2 separate regions of the Mus musculus genome follow, and region 1 is linked to region 2. A link is a contact called in public Hi-C data. All regions are on one chromosome and are shown on one strand. Each heading gives the region's core, a stretch centred on a gene start, on an enhancer-like site or on the middle of the called end of the contact. The rest is flanking DNA. Distances are from core to core; before and after follow the strand shown. Region 1 overlaps Pebp4 (phosphatidylethanolamine binding protein 4). Region 2 holds the start of Chmp7 (charged multivesicular body protein 7).

The links. Hi-C and Micro-C count contacts between places; a contact is called where the count stands out from the background.
Region 1: a contact with region 2 is called in a Hi-C map of the CH12 cell line, with 2.9 times the contacts expected there. The contact joins the enhancer-like site here to the promoter of Chmp7 in region 2. A contact is called at or near these places in 21 of 39 promoter capture datasets (the 3T3-L1 cell line, 3T3-L1-derived adipocytes, the C10 cell line and 14 more), 3 of 15 datasets of contacts at CTCF or cohesin (the NIH/3T3 cell line, large pre-B cells and pro-B cells), 54 of 484 Hi-C or Micro-C datasets (the 3T3-L1 cell line, the AML12 cell line, B cells and 37 more), 6 of 115 datasets of contacts at active chromatin or transcription factors (the 230-238 cell line, embryonic stem cells, large pre-B cells and 2 more) and 3 of 9 other capture datasets (adipose tissue, liver and pancreatic islet).

The regions. Positions count from the first base shown.
Region 1 is chr14:69,850,099-69,854,293 of GRCm38.p6, forward strand. Pebp4 (phosphatidylethanolamine binding protein 4) reads left to right here. Exons shown (of 7, transcript NM_028560.4): 3 at 1,530-1,656. Among named protein-coding and RNA genes, the nearest start is that of Pebp4, 12 kb to the left of the region's middle. Within about 2 kb of position 2,668, at least 24 of the 459 cell types and tissues checked have an H3K27ac peak or open chromatin away from gene starts, as enhancers often do. A contact at or near this core is called in the CH12 cell line, the HL-1 cell line and stem cell-derived neural stem cells, where this site is marked.
Region 2 is chr14:69,730,249-69,734,801 of GRCm38.p6, forward strand. It overlaps Chmp7 (charged multivesicular body protein 7), which reads right to left and starts at 2,322. Exons shown (of 10, transcript NM_134078.4): 1 at 1,943-2,322; 2 at 1-46. The coding sequence starts at 2,241. 4930480K23Rik (RIKEN cDNA 4930480K23 gene) reads left to right here and starts at 2,586. Exons shown (of 3, transcript NR_130157.1): 1 at 2,586-3,420.

The DNA of each region.
Region 1 (4,195 bases), core at 1,418-3,917, 120 kb after region 2:
TACTGCTCCTTCCACTCTCTGGAAGGACAGAGACCAAGTCTAGGTGGTGGGGGTGCCCACCCACCAAAGCACACCATGTGTGGTTTACCAGCTGCTCTGGACCCAACTGCCTCTCTCCAAATTTGATCCTGGAGCTACTGAAAGCACTGAGGAGCAGGGGCTGGAAAAAGGCCATGTGGGTCTCGCTAGGAGGCTACCCTTGGCCTCCTCTCAACTCCTACAGGAACACTCCTGAAGATATGATCCTCAAATTACATTCTCCCTGGGTGTCCTTCAGGTATAACGCCAGCAGGGCATGGTGGTGTAAATAGCCATTGTCTATTTAGGGGCTAGCTCAGCTGTGTTGGGGTACCGGGAAAGGCTGGGAAACACAAGCCCTGGTCTCTGTGTAATAAGAATATTCTGACAAGCTCAGGCACGGTGTCCTCATAGGCCCAATTCAGTCAATTTTCTACTCCATTGGCAGGTTCCACATCTGTGGGTTCAGCCAGTCCTGAGTTGGAAATGTTTGGGCCAAGGGACCACCTCTGAATCAGGCCCACTCACACGTTTCGTAAGCCAAACACTTAGAAGGTACACTGTCACAATTGCACAGCTCAACCCACACAGCTTCCTATATCAGCAGGTATATGAACACAAGAGACCAAGAGCAGCCTGGGCTGTATAGGAAGTCCCTGTCTCAAAAAGAAAAAAGGAAAAAAAAAATGGCAGAGAATATGGGAGTGTAGCTCAGTGATAGAGTGCTTTCCCAGTATGTACAAGACTCTGGGTACCACACATGTGTATATGCATATACACATGCATACATAGGGATATGTATGCACATACACATGCATACACATAAACACATATACACATGTATAGACACATATGTAGATATACACCCAAGTACACACATAGTATATGTGTACTTGTATATGTGTATATATTTATGTATGTGCATACAATTGCACATATACACACACACTATATATATGCATACACTTGCACACACACATTGCTTCAGTATTGGGCAAGTACAGCTCTTTGTTTACACTTCCTAAAGGGTACTACCACACAGCAATTTTGCTGTATGCATCATAAACACTACAGAAATGAGCTGACTACACAGAAAGACATGTGTGTGTGTGTGTGTGTGTGTGTGTGTGTGTGTGTGTGTGTGTGTGTGTGAATGCAGACATCATACCACTTTCTTGAGGGATTCACACATCTGAGAGTGAGTCGATCTTTGGCATACTAAGGATGACAACTCATAGCATGCTAGGCTTTGCTCTACCCACTGACCAGTGCTGTGTCCTCACACCAACCACATGAGGTAGACACTGTCCCTGTCTCAGGCAAGTAGACCCTGGGACAAAAGCATCGGGTCTCAGTCCCACAGCTCTGGGGTCACACAGCTGGTTGGTTGTCAGGTTTAGAATTTAACTCCTCTCAACTCTGCATGCTCAGTGGTGCTGGACTGCAGTAGCCTTGTGAACCCCGGGATTCGCTGAAACCCTGACATGACGTGACTGCCCCTCTCTCCGTAGGAACCTAGAAGTTTTCTACATGGAGATGGGGAACATCAGCTGTAAAATTGTTCCTAAGTGCAATCTATACAGACAGAAGATCACGGCCTGGCAGGCGCCGATAGTCAAGTTCCACACGGCTTTGGATGTGAGTGAACTGGGTTGGCTGAAGGAGAACGTGGGGCCCTGACTTGCCTTTAGTTCACTTTTCTTGGGAACTTGGAGGGCCAGGTTTGCAGGAGTCAGGCAGCTATTGCCTGGAGTGGTGGTCAACCTCCCTAATCCTAATCCTTTATATAGTTCCTCATGTGGTGGTGACTCCCAACCATAAAATTACTTTTTGTTGCTACTTCATAACTGTAATCTTTACTATAGCTATGAATCATAATGTAAACATCGGATATGCAGATGGTCTTAGGTGACCCCCGTGAAAAGGTCATTTGACAAGCCCCCAAAGGGGACGTGACCCACAGGTTGAGAACCACTGGCTTGGAGGTTGTGTCTTTCCTACGGTGGACTCATGGCTGAAAGCTCTGGATTCTTGAAGTATGCAATGTGTCCTTCTGGTGTTTGAAATCATCTAAAACAGGACACCAGAGTCTTTTGGGAACTGTGACTACTTCTTTTCCTGGAAAATAACTTTGATACCTGTTCTGGAAACTTCCTTGGGCTCGAAGGTTCAGAAAGCTTAGGGACAGACCATGCAAACGGGAAAGAGGGGAAGTTTCCGATTTCATCCTTCTGGTTGTTGTTTTCCTCTTGTTGTCTCCTGGCCCAGACAGAGCCCACAAGGCATCAGTGGCTGAGGCTGGGGTACCAGTGTCCAGAAATGACATGGCAAGTCACAAGTGTGGGTAGACAGAAGGTGCTGACCCTTCTGTGCAATAGGGCAGGAAGGGACTACAGGGTTCTTTCTCCTCCCCAGTGCGGCCCCAGAGGCCCCGTGCCACCCACCCTGATCAGGCAGATCAGACCTGGCAAAACAGGTAGCCAGGGAAGCAGCATCACCAGGGTTGCTCATGAGGGTGGGTCTGGCTTGTCTGTCTCCCTCCAAGTGCTTTCACTACTGGAGATCAAATGTGACGCCTCCCAGTTGATGCGGCTGATATACAAAGCTGTGCTGGCTTACCTGGGGTACAACTGTGACACTACACACCTTTCCAGTGGGCAGTCTTCCCTCCAGGACACTGAGCAGCAATACCCCCTCCCCCACTCTCCCTCCTCGCTGAAGACCTCAGCCAATGTCATGCCTAGGAACAGAGTCAAGAGGAACAGAGAAAGGACAGCTACTGCTGCTACACTGGGCAAGACTCCAGCCCCACCCCACTCCCACCCCGGCCCAACGTATTCTATGGAAACCCAGCATAGCCCTGTAGGGTGAGACCTTTGTCTTCACCAAAATTTATTAGTTCATCAATCCCTGGGGAGTCGCCAGCTCTGTGTTGCTATTGCTGCAGGGGCCCACTAGGTGGAGCTGTAGACTGCCAAGTTCCTGACCTCCCCTGGAGGGAGGAACTGGAGACCAGTTCTGAGTCTGGTTTCACTGAGTTTACACTGATGTCCTGGAGCATGCATGCAGAAGAGAGAAGTGTGTGTGTGTGTGTGGGGGGGGGGAGGGGTCTGCCTCGTCCAGAAATCTATTGTCTCAGCCTGCAGGTGAAGGGTAGAAGTGAGAGAAAAGAGGCTTAACGCTACCAAGGAGAATCAAGACTCACCAAGGAAGGTTTGGTGGAAGCAGAGGGCAGAAAGAAATAGGAGTTTTGTGCTAGCACAGATCTAATGCTTTCTGAAAAATGTAAGACTCAGGGGAAGGTAAAGCCAGGGGTACTGAGAAGCTTGCACTGTGTGGCACTTGATGCTGGGCCCTATTTATGCTGTGGGTCCATTCAATTCTGTCATCAGACCTGTGAACAAAGCATTTGCTTTTGTAAAGGGGTTAGTGGTAAGTACCAGGATCCTTGCTGGATGGTGTTGCTAGTGCCCAGACCAAACAATGGCTTCCATTCTCTCTGCTAGATCCCCAATGGAATGTCAGGAGCTGCTTGTGAGAAGAAGCAGGGAGAGGGGCTGCGGTCCGGGGGTGGGGTGGGGTGGGGGGGAAGCAAGGGTTGTTCTGATGTGTGTAAAGACCTAGCGGTGCTGAGCTGGGTGGTGGCAGTGCTAGGCTCAACACTAGAACCCTGGGCTCTGGAGGCCAATCACTCCCAAGGGCTCTGAGGGGGATTTGAGGGAGGGGATGCTGAAAGCAAGCTCCTCTGGTGAAGACGGAAAGGAGGGTGGGGAGGACAGAGGGACTGTCCTTAAAGAAGGTGGCAGTCTGCCGGAGCTCCCTTGAAGAGTTTCAGGGAAGAGGCAGCTGTAGCGGAACAGGTGGAGGCAGAGAGGAAGAGGTGCCATATTGGAACAAGGTACCTAGAAAGCCAGGCGTGGGTAAGAAGGGCTCGATTCTTCAGCTAGAGGAGGAAGTTATTGCCTCAGAGTCCCCAGGGTTGATGGGAAATGGTAAGAGTTGGCACACGGCTTAGCGGAAATACCACCTCATTTCCAAATTTAAGTGACCAGCGTTGCTCAACTGTCAGGGGACTTGCCCACCCCCCACCCTGCCAAGCAAGCCCTGAAGCCTTGGCAGAAGTATGGGGCAGGCCTCTGTTGCCCCATCTCGGGGGTGGGGTGGGGTGGGGGTGGGG
Region 2 (4,553 bases), core at 1,072-3,571:
GTCCACACTGGCCATGAAGTCTGACTCTCGCTGCAGCTCGCCTCGACTGTAGAGAGAGAGAGAATGGCATGTAGGGATGTGTAATGCGACAGACAGCCTGTCCTGGGCTCTTCTTACCCCTTTCCCCTCAGAGGCATTATATTAACATCATCACCATCATCACCATCACCTGTCTATTCTGTACCAGCTACTAGAGGCAGTGTCACCTGCACTCTAGTGTTCAGCCTCCTAACCACTTTGTGCAATAGATGGTATCACCATCACGTTAACTAAAGAGGCGACTGAGGATCTAAGAAGGCAAAGAAGGCCAGATGGCACCCGGTTTGTCTGGCCTCAAAAAATGCAAATGTCCCACTAAGGCAACAGAGGCACAAAAGGCTTCACTGGGCCTATGTGGAGGTTTTCTTCTATCAACAGGCCTGGGAACAATCAAATGAAAAACCCTGTGTGTCATGCAGATCCGAGGAAGAAGGCCAAAAGCTACACAGACTGGGGTTTTATGCTGCCTCTAAGCTAGGCTGGAAGTGAGATGTATTTCCTGGTGGTAGTAACAACAGCAGCCAAGTCTACGAAATACCGGCCATGGGAAATTACTGCTAAGGGTTGTATAAAGATCTTCAAGTTTTCACAACTGACCTATATAATGTTACTGTGATTTGATAATTGATCAAACTAAGGCTTATAGGTGGCACCTGTATCCTATGCAGGCCACAGCATAGAAAATAGTAAAGCCAGGATCTTCACAACGGCGTGGCCCTTGAGCAACGCTGTAGATGTATGGATATCAAATTTGGACAAGTACCAGGATGTTTCAAGGATCAGGAGCCAGAGGAGGTCAAGGTGTTAAAGGTCTCTGGATTTGGACAGGCTCCACGACTGTCCTGTATCAGGAGGCCCATTTTGGTTTTGTCCCTTGCTGACTTAACTGTTTTCCACCTTGGGCATCTGGTAAAACATTTTTCAAAGGACAGTTTCTCAGAGGAGAATTTCAGGACGGTTTCTTAGGTCAAGGTCGGGCAATGAAAGGTACTGGGAACAGAAGTCAAGAAGGGCGACCATTTAATGAGAAAGCATTATCCTAAAACAAACGCAGACCCTTGGCTTTCTCTTTGTTCATAGAAAGAGACACGGTGCTGGGCTGAGCTGGGCTGGGCATAACATGTACAGTGTGAAATACAAATGATTTCGAATTCAAAGGAAGGATCCAGCCCTGGGGTTACTCTAGCTGTGTAACCTGGAATAGGTTAATCTCTCTGAGACTGTTTATTTTTAATAAAGATAACTGCATTATCTTGCCCTGGACTATTAAAAAAGCCAGAGAGTGGAGTTTGACAGTATCTGAAACCATGAAGTACCAGTCATCTATCAGATATGCCACCTCTTCAAGCACAACCTGAACACTGTATCTATCACACACATTTATCACATAAAGCTCTTTCAGAGGCCCCCAGCTACACAGTTAAACTCTCCTCTCTGGTCTAAATAATCTCCGTCCCGGACATACCAGGAAAGGCTACTTGTACGACCTGTACCAGAGTTCTCTTGTCAAGATGTCTAGAATCCCATGAGTACTCTCTCCTTAGCTCTGTTCTCTCTTAGTTCAAAGTACCCACCGCAGAGATCTGCTGTAAAAGTAATTCAAGTCTGGAGGTCCTGTGGAAATAACTGCATAACAGGATCCCAGTTCAAGTGTCCCGCTGACACCTCTGCAAAGATGGGTCTCTTCTGGACCATTCTGCCTATCCCCAGTCACTCCAACCATCCCAGCCCCTCTTTCTCTCTGAGTCCAGACATCCATCCGTGGAGCAGCCTCCTCGTCCCCCTCCTCCTCCTCCACCCACTGAACAAACCCTGGACGCGGAGTCTGGGCTGTCAAGGGGCAGGTCTGATGTCAGCCCTGGGGAGCCGCCCCCCGCCTGGCCCTCTCGGCCTCGGTCCTCACCGCAGCAGGTCCTGCAGCACCGTAGCCAGCCCCAGCGGGACACTGCCCTTGCGCTGGAAGGCCTCCTGCAAGTCCCGCAGTCGCAGGCGCACCACCCCTTGGCGGCGGCTGTGGCTCAGCACCAACGGAGCCCAGAAGCCCATCTTGCTGTCCCAGTCGGTGCTGTTCACCTCGCGACTCCTCTTAAAGGCGGAGAACAGAAAAGACATGCGCTCCTCATCCTCCTCCCACTCGGGCGGCAGGAGGCCCGCCGGGTCTCCCCCGGTCGGGGCCTGGGCCTCCCGCTCCGGGGACCACATCGGAACCCCAGCCCCGCCAAGGAACCGAACACAAGCCTGGCCCGGGTCCCCTTCCGCCCCAGGTCCCTCTCGGCTTCCGTCGTTCCTTCACGCCCTCCTCCTCAGCCATCACGTCACCACCGCCGCCTGTGCGATAAAAGTCCCGCAAGTCTTCAGGGCGCAGGCGTGGCGCGGCATTCATTTGGCCGGGAGGGAGGGAGGAGGGCGTTCTCGCCCGAGAGAGGCAGAACGCAGGCGCCGGACCTTCTCTCCGTGGCCTTTGTGCGACGGGAAGGCTTTTGCGCGTGCGCCACAACCATAGAGTTTGGCGAGGCGTACTAGAGGGGCTACCTATTGCACCTCCCGGGTGGTTCGGGCTTAAGGTTAGCCAGGCTGAGGCTATGGGAGCTGCAGGTGGATACACAACCTTGGATCTGGTGTAGCTCTCCTTAGCCCAGAGACTTTTAAGTTAAACAAACGCCCAAGATACCTTTCTTTCACTAGAATATCAGCCGATTAACAAAAATGGTCCCAAAGCTCCGTGACACTGGACCCATTTTTAGGGCTAGAGATAGTCTTCTTAATCACTTTCTTCCCGCTCTTTAGCTCTGGGATGTCCTTTTTCTCCTGAAAATTCATATTCTGCCAGGTCCTTTAAAAAAAAAAATCGTTCCAACTCTCATCTGAAGCTCCGGCTGCCTTGGCTGCCAGTTTAGCATTTGTCTCTGACCTTTCTGCTTCCTCGAAGGAGAGGGCAGACAGCGATGCAAGTGTCTTGCAATGACAGCGCTACTGCAGAAAATACTTTATGGACTGAGAGGTACTTAAACCTTACCCTCTAGTTACTTTTCCGTCTTGAAGAGTCTTACAAAATTTGTTCAGTGTTGAGAATAAATTGTGGTGGTGGTAGTTATAGCCGGACCGTTCAAAAAGAGACTAGGACGAGCTGTTTTTTAATTTGAAATTTGCACAGACCCGGCCGAGGGCACGCACTCACTACAAGTCTAGAGAGACTGCCCCGACCGTTAAAGACAGGTTTATAAAGGGGAAAACTACTGGTTCCATACTTCCATTAACGTGGTCGCTGTTGGCAAGCATGACAGGATATGAACTTTTAACAAAAATGAGGTATAGCACCATGGCTTCTCTGCTTGATCGAGGAGCAGAAAACCTTCAGGTTACAGAAGCAGGACGATGCAGGTTAGTAATAGTTCCCATAAATACCGTGTATTTATGTTTTGCTTACTTGTGTGCAACTGCACCGCGTACGTCCAATGCCCACAGAGACCAGAAGAGGGTGTTGGATCCCCTGGAATTGTAGAATTGTAGTTTTAGTTGAGCTCTGCCCTGCAGACGACGGTAACTACAGATCCAGCCTGGAAATATGCTGATTTTTAAAAGACTTATCAAGCAAGCAAACAAACAATCTAAAAGGTGAAAGGAACTGTTGGTGTAAACGTTAAAAATTAAAGCGAAAGTTTGTTTCGACTTAGGAAAAAGTAATTTCTGTTAAATAGTCGCCTTTATAAACTGGTATTTCCAGTTTGAGGGAAATGTGATGAGTTTCGGGCTTCAGAGTAGTTGAAACAGTGTTAAGGTGAATTTTCATGAGCATTGAGTTTCATTGAATTTTAATAAGCATTTTGAAGGAGGAAATGGAGTGTTTAGTTATATGATGTGTGTACTAATTGCTATCTATGTGCTATATTCCTCAAAGTGTGTTCAAAATATCTCACTTAGCGGCCTTTTTTCAAATACTTTCGCTATAGTTCTCATAGTTTGTAAGGTAGCCTTTCCCACTTTACCTGCTTTTACAGAAGAGGAAGGTGAATCAGGTGGAAAGGAGCAGAGGAGAGCCAGAGAGGGGAGAGAGAGGGAGGAGAGAAGTGGAGAGGAGAAAGAGGTGCAGAGAGGGACGGAAAGGTGGGGCAAGAGAGGGAGGGAGGAGGCAGAGAGCAGAATTCCAAATATCAAATCTAGTGAAACAAATCTGTACTGTGCTACCCGTTAGGCCCAGTAAAACTAGGTCTTCTCCGCCCAGCGAAGGATTCCACCTTTTACAGGCGAGCAAATTGCTTTATCTGGGTCTGCTTGCATCTGAAAATCCACTCCATTTCACCCTTCCAGGCGGCAGGCAAGGTTGGCTTTCACCTTCTGGAGGCTGAAAGGATAACTGGGAACAGAATCAGTGAAGCCAGGGACTATGGGTACAAGTCTCCCAAAACTGACCTTACCTTTAAGATATGAGTCTGCCACAGGTATGCGAGGAATGGTGGGAATCTTTATTCTGAGATTGAAGAACCCAGTTTCACTCTACTGTGAAGGAGATATTT